Linked DNA regions of Mus musculus: region 1 is linked to region 2. Evidence: chromatin contacts called from public Hi-C data. All regions are on one chromosome and are shown on one strand. The core of a region is the stretch at or near the end of the contact, and the rest is flanking DNA. Distances in the headings are between cores, read along the strand shown.

Evidence for each region. A called contact is a pair of places that touch in the nucleus more often than the background predicts.
Region 1: a Hi-C map of the HPC-7 cell line shows a contact between it and region 2, with 1.8 times the contacts expected there. The contact joins two enhancer-like sites. A contact is called at or near these places in 2 of 484 Hi-C or Micro-C datasets (the HPC-7 cell line and liver), 1 of 115 datasets of contacts at active chromatin or transcription factors (the HPC-7 cell line) and 1 of 9 other capture datasets (embryonic stem cells).

The regions. Positions count from the first base shown.
Region 1 is chr16:58,015,926-58,018,625 of GRCm38.p6, forward strand. No RefSeq gene overlaps it. Among named protein-coding and RNA genes, the nearest start is that of Gm41463, 130 kb to the right of the region's middle. Within about 2 kb of position 1,301, at least 6 of the 459 cell types and tissues checked have an H3K27ac peak or open chromatin away from gene starts, as enhancers often do. A contact at or near this core is called in the HPC-7 cell line, where this site is marked.
Region 2 is chr16:57,856,629-57,859,328 of GRCm38.p6, forward strand. No RefSeq gene overlaps it. Among named protein-coding and RNA genes, the nearest start is that of Gm24039, 26 kb to the right of the region's middle. Within about 2 kb of position 1,438, at least 67 of the 459 cell types and tissues checked have an H3K27ac peak or open chromatin away from gene starts, as enhancers often do. A contact at or near this core is called in the HPC-7 cell line, where this site is marked.

The DNA of each region.
Region 1 (2,700 bases), core at 51-2,550, 160 kb after region 2:
CCACTCCCCTTTTATGGCCCTGGCGTTCCCCTGTACTGGGGCATATAAAGTTTGCGTGTCCAATGGGCCTCTCTTTCCAGTGATGGCCGACTAGGCCATCTTTTGATGCATATGCAGCTAGAGTCAAGAGCTCCGGGGTACTGGTTAGTTCATAATGTTGTTCCACCTATAGGGTTGCAGATCCCTTTAGCTTCTTTGGTACTTTCTCAAGCTCCTTCATTGGGGGCCATGTGATCCATAATATCTCTTAATATCAATGGACTCAATTCCCCCAATAAAAAGACATAGACTAACAGAGTGACTACATAGACAGACAGGATCCAATATTTTGCTGCTTACAGGAAACCCATCCCAGGGAAAAAGACAGACACTACCTCAGAGTGAAAGGCTGGAAAACAATTGCGAGGTCTTTGTGGAAGTTTTTCCCTCCAGGTTCATGGATCTATGCAGAAGAGGAGGCAGAAAGATTCTAAGAGTCAGAAGGGGTGAACTACTCCAAAGAAAGATGACATGATACTTAGATTCTCAAAGGCCATATGTTTCTCCCAGTTTGGTTTTTCCAAGATACTTTTGTCATCTTGGTATTCTCTGACAATGCACTTTGCATGATTAACATTTTATGTCATACTTAATGAGTGTATATTATCTGTATTCAGACTAACTTATCACCCAGTATTTCTGGGAGCCATATGGCAACATTCTGGTCCCTTGGAGGCCCAGAGGCTTGTTTCGAAGGAACCAAGGAGCCAAGTGCCAAGACACACTTTTGTTTGTCTAACTCGGGTAGTCATAAAAGTGCACCAACATTTACAAGGAAGGTTAAGGTAAGTTTGAAAATTTATTGTGAATTAAAAAAAAACCTTAATAACACCTAACTCTTTTAAAAGTCATTTTCTCTTTAGCTTTGCTGATTTAATGACATTTTGGCGACTTAGCGGGTTTTCTCTCTCATTTGTACGTTTCACTCATCACAGCTATCTGTGGACTCTGCAATGGCACCACAGGGTTGTCCCCTTGTTTAACTTTCAGTTCTTCTTCATAACTGAAGGATGAAAAGACCCAGGGTTCACCATCCTGCTTCCCCTCTTCCACAGCAGGGCAGCTTATTTTAATGGAGCAATTTTTCCAGCTTAGCTAAAAATGAATCAAGTGATGGGGTTTCTACCACTTCCCTCCATGACTTTCCACAGACTGACAGATCTCATTATGTGGTCATTTCCCCCCACTAATGTGCTTTCTACATTTTCCTTTGCTCCATTTAATCCTGTTTCTACTAGTTCTGCTCTTTTGGTTAGAGCCCTTTCTTCTTACTCCACATTTGCAGGTGGTTATTTTTTCTCCTTAGTCACTGCCTGGCTCAATCATTCTATTAGTTAATTTTCTGTTTCCTGTTATCCATGCCTTTGTTTTTTTAAATATCTTTATATATTTGTATTAAGAAGCTTCATCTTTAGTCTTCTGATGGCTCCAAAATACCAGGTTCAGATGATATCAGACTTATCTTAGAAACTTCTAGTTGATATCCAATCACACTGAAGGGAAGGAACAACACAAGGCCTCAGTCCCTTGCTGCTTCAGTTGCAACACTAAGCAGCAGGACTTCTTCTGGTTGCCTCTTCCTCAAAATCTCATTCACAGTACTCAGCACTGTTAGGGGAAGGACTGAAAATACCATATAGGAGAAAAGGCATTCTGCCACACATCATGTAGAAACATCCACAAAGATAAAGATACAATTTCTGAATATACAAAATTTAATTAAAGTATGATTTTTTCCTTTTAATTTTTGGAAACCTATTTTTTTCTCACTATATACTTACTTTACCGAGCTCCCAGTTTATTCTGTTCAATCAGTGTTGAAAACCCTGTTTGAATATGGTATTCTAAATAACAGATCATTCTTTAGAAATGCCATATATTCGTGGTATAAATAATGATGATGTGAGAAAAATGTAGAGAATATAATTCCTGAGTTCCTAGACACCACAAATAGTCTCTTGATCTCCTGGGTGGTCATTGTGTTGGTCAGATTCCAGTTCTCATATCGAACCCATTTTTTTCCCTTTTGTGAATGACTATTACCACAAAATTTAATCTATGTTTCTTTCTTTTTCTTTTATTCCAGTTGCCAATCACTCCTGATACTTTGCAGGGTTAAATGAAGCTACCAGGACTGTTCTTGTTGCTGTTGTCATTGCTGTTGTTGTTGTTTGTAAAATAACATTTTCTTTGCTGAATATAATTGGAAACTATAAAACTGCGAGGAAAGGCTTGTTAACCTGGAATGTACTTAGTATGAACTTTCTGGAATTATAGAAAGCAAATAACAGACTAAGAATGCACAGGATTTAGTCAGATGAACCTCGGATAGGTTTTTATCTCTGCTTTACACGCTACCAAAAGCAACCACTTTATTCTCTGTGAACCAGATCAATTATATTATTTTCATATATTCTTCTAATTTAGAAATATGATTACTCATCTTCTTTTTTTTTTAAACTAGTGATTGCTTTCTTATCTTAGCAATTTCCTAGCTTATCTAGTATGTATGAGATCTCCCCAGCAAGAACAAGGAATGAATTGGAACAGATACCTCCACAGAGTATATCAAATTAAGTAATGTGGAGGACATGATTCTTAGCCTTAGGGGTACCCATTGTTCTATCTGTTTTCCTTTGATGCATTGGAAGATATGAGTAT
Region 2 (2,700 bases), core at 188-2,687:
ATATTCTGCACCCAACCATCACTGTCTTCTTTTTTTCTTTCATGTGCTTTTGAACTCCCCTGATACAGAGGAAACCAGGGCCACAATTGGCTGAGATACCCCTGGTGGGTTTTGTTTTATGCTTCTCCTAGAATAACAGCTAGTTTCCTGTAAGTGTAGAGACTTTCAGCCTCGTGAGGGGATAGTTTTAATGATGAACTTCCTGTGCAACTGCCTGCTTCCTCTAAAACCTCCGCTCTGTGAACTGATGATACAAATCTTAGTCATCTCAGGGAGGGCATGGATTTCTCCCAAGCTGAATGTCCATGACTTCTTATAACACCTTTTTTATCAGATTAGTGATGTTCCTATGGGCTTCCTACATGCCATTTTCTTCCCAGGGAATTTTCATCTTCAAGACCTAAGAAAAGAATGTCTATTGTAACAGTTATTAAACATGTGATCCTTTGTGTCTGTCTTGGCATTTAGAGCATGACATATTTCAAAATGGCAGGAAAAAAACAGTGCCTTTGCCATCTCCATTTTCCTTTACTGTATTCTTTCAGTAAGCACTCATTAAAGACTTGCCATAGACAAAGACCTACTGGGTTATAACCAGGGTAGTTTGGAAACCAAGAGTCTTATCTGGCATGGAAGTCTATCTGACATTGGCAGACTTTATGACAAAGCATTTTAGAAAATGACATTTTCTGATCAGTAGCAGGTTTGGAAGATGTTTACATTAAGCTTCAAGCCTAGAGAGACGACAGCCCCAGTGCAGTTTGCAAAGTGCCAAAAGATTTGCAAATATTTTAGCCTATTGCATGTTTGCTTTATTCTAGGAAGGGGCTGCAAATGGAGCTTTCTTTTCATGGTCTCTGTCTAGCCTTATTTTGGTCTAGAGGAAGCTGATATGAAATGAATTGGAAACTTTAGCACTCCCTTTGTTCTTTGTTAACTCTATTATTAAAACAATATGGAAAGAACTCTAGACTTGGACTCACAACTGTGTGATTCTAGTCTCCAATCAACCATGTTCTCTCATTTGTAAAACAGAAACAAGATCAGTTGCATAGGGTGGTAGTGAGGATTAAAAGAGATGATCCACATTAGACCTTGAGCAGAGACAGGGATTTTTCAAATGCTAAGTGACCACTCGTGGAGAGGATGATGGGGAGGGTAGTGGTCTTAAAAAATACTGTGATACTTAGCATGTCTTAGTTTCTGTTCCATCTACATTGAAGGATTACTGGAAATCTCATGAAGACAGGAGAAAAAATATGCAAAAGAATTAGCAAACTACCTAATTTGTGATATTAATGATAGTAGTGCCCAGTAGGGGTAAACACAGGTGTAGGTCAATTTTATCCCCCCAAAGCAGCACTCAGGTCTGAGTATACCCTGCTCCCCTTTGCTGTCTGTTTTCTTGCAATGAAGTCCGGTGTTGTGACGCAGAACAGAGTTTAAGTTAGCTAGCAAAACAATCATCAAGTCGTTTATTTTCCTAACCTTGCAGTATCACTTTCAAAACCTGAGAATTTCATTCCACATTTCACAGACCCTTTTACCTACCGAGACCAGAGTGCCAAGAAAGTTGTTGATTCAACTTTCTGTTTGTGAAAAGAAAACATCCAGAGTGGGCACAAGCAAGCACTCCTGAAGTGAGCTAGATAAGCCTGCTGCAAACTTGCAAGTCACTGCTTCTGGGTTTGCTTTGTTTTAAAAACACAAAGGACTCTCAGCTGATTTATTCTTATCACAGGCAACAGGGGGCTTCCAGGCTGCTGTGTTGGATCCCTAACAAATGCATTCCATTCTGCTAGCCCTCTGTTCAGAGGTGCTGTTTTGCAAGGGATCTTCAGGCTTAGAAGGATTCAAACCTCAGCTAACCTTTCCTGATTAATTCCACTGAAGAAAGATGCAGAAATGTTGATAGGCAATGAATTTCTGTGGATGATCCCAGAGCCTCTCTCTTCTGTCACGCCAGATTTGACTTAATTGAATTCCTCTTTCTTTCCCTTTTCATTAGCAGCACTTACACAAAATGAGTCCATGGAAAAAGTCAGGGGGTAAAAGGTAAGAGCTGCATGTTTTAAGTCTTTGGATTACTTAGGATTGATCACCAGTCTCCTAAGGCTTTGCAGCCTCCACTGTTCAATCTTAGATGCCATCTAAATGCTTGTCAGCTGATCAGCCACAAGGTACCCGCTCTGCAAAGTGCCTGGAAGACACTAAGTTAGTCTTAGTCCCTTGCCAAGGAGGGAGCAGATAATTCAGTCAGTGGTGTTCGGTCTGAGTAAGCGTCCTGCTCACTGAGATTTTCTGTAGCTCCCTTGTTGGGTCTGAGCAGAAAACACTTGCCAGCAATCAGTATAATCAGTGCTGGCAAAACACAGATGTTAATGCCTTTTAATCAGCTAGGCTTTTCGAGAACTTGGGCTGAAGCCTGGAATAATCCTGCTTAGCCCTACAATGAATGGATGGTGTACAAGCTTTAAGAATGTTCGTTTTAATTAATGATGGTGATAGAAGTGGCAGTCTCGTTCACAGCGATAGAAGAAACCACAAAGTCATGTGTTGTGTGGGCATGTGGGAGTGTGTCTTGACCTCCCCACATGGTTCACATTCTCAACTGGCTTATTCTATTTCCTTCTAGCTTCTGTATTATTTAGCAATAAGCCTGGGGCAAGACAATGCTACCAAATGTAAGTGGAGCAAATA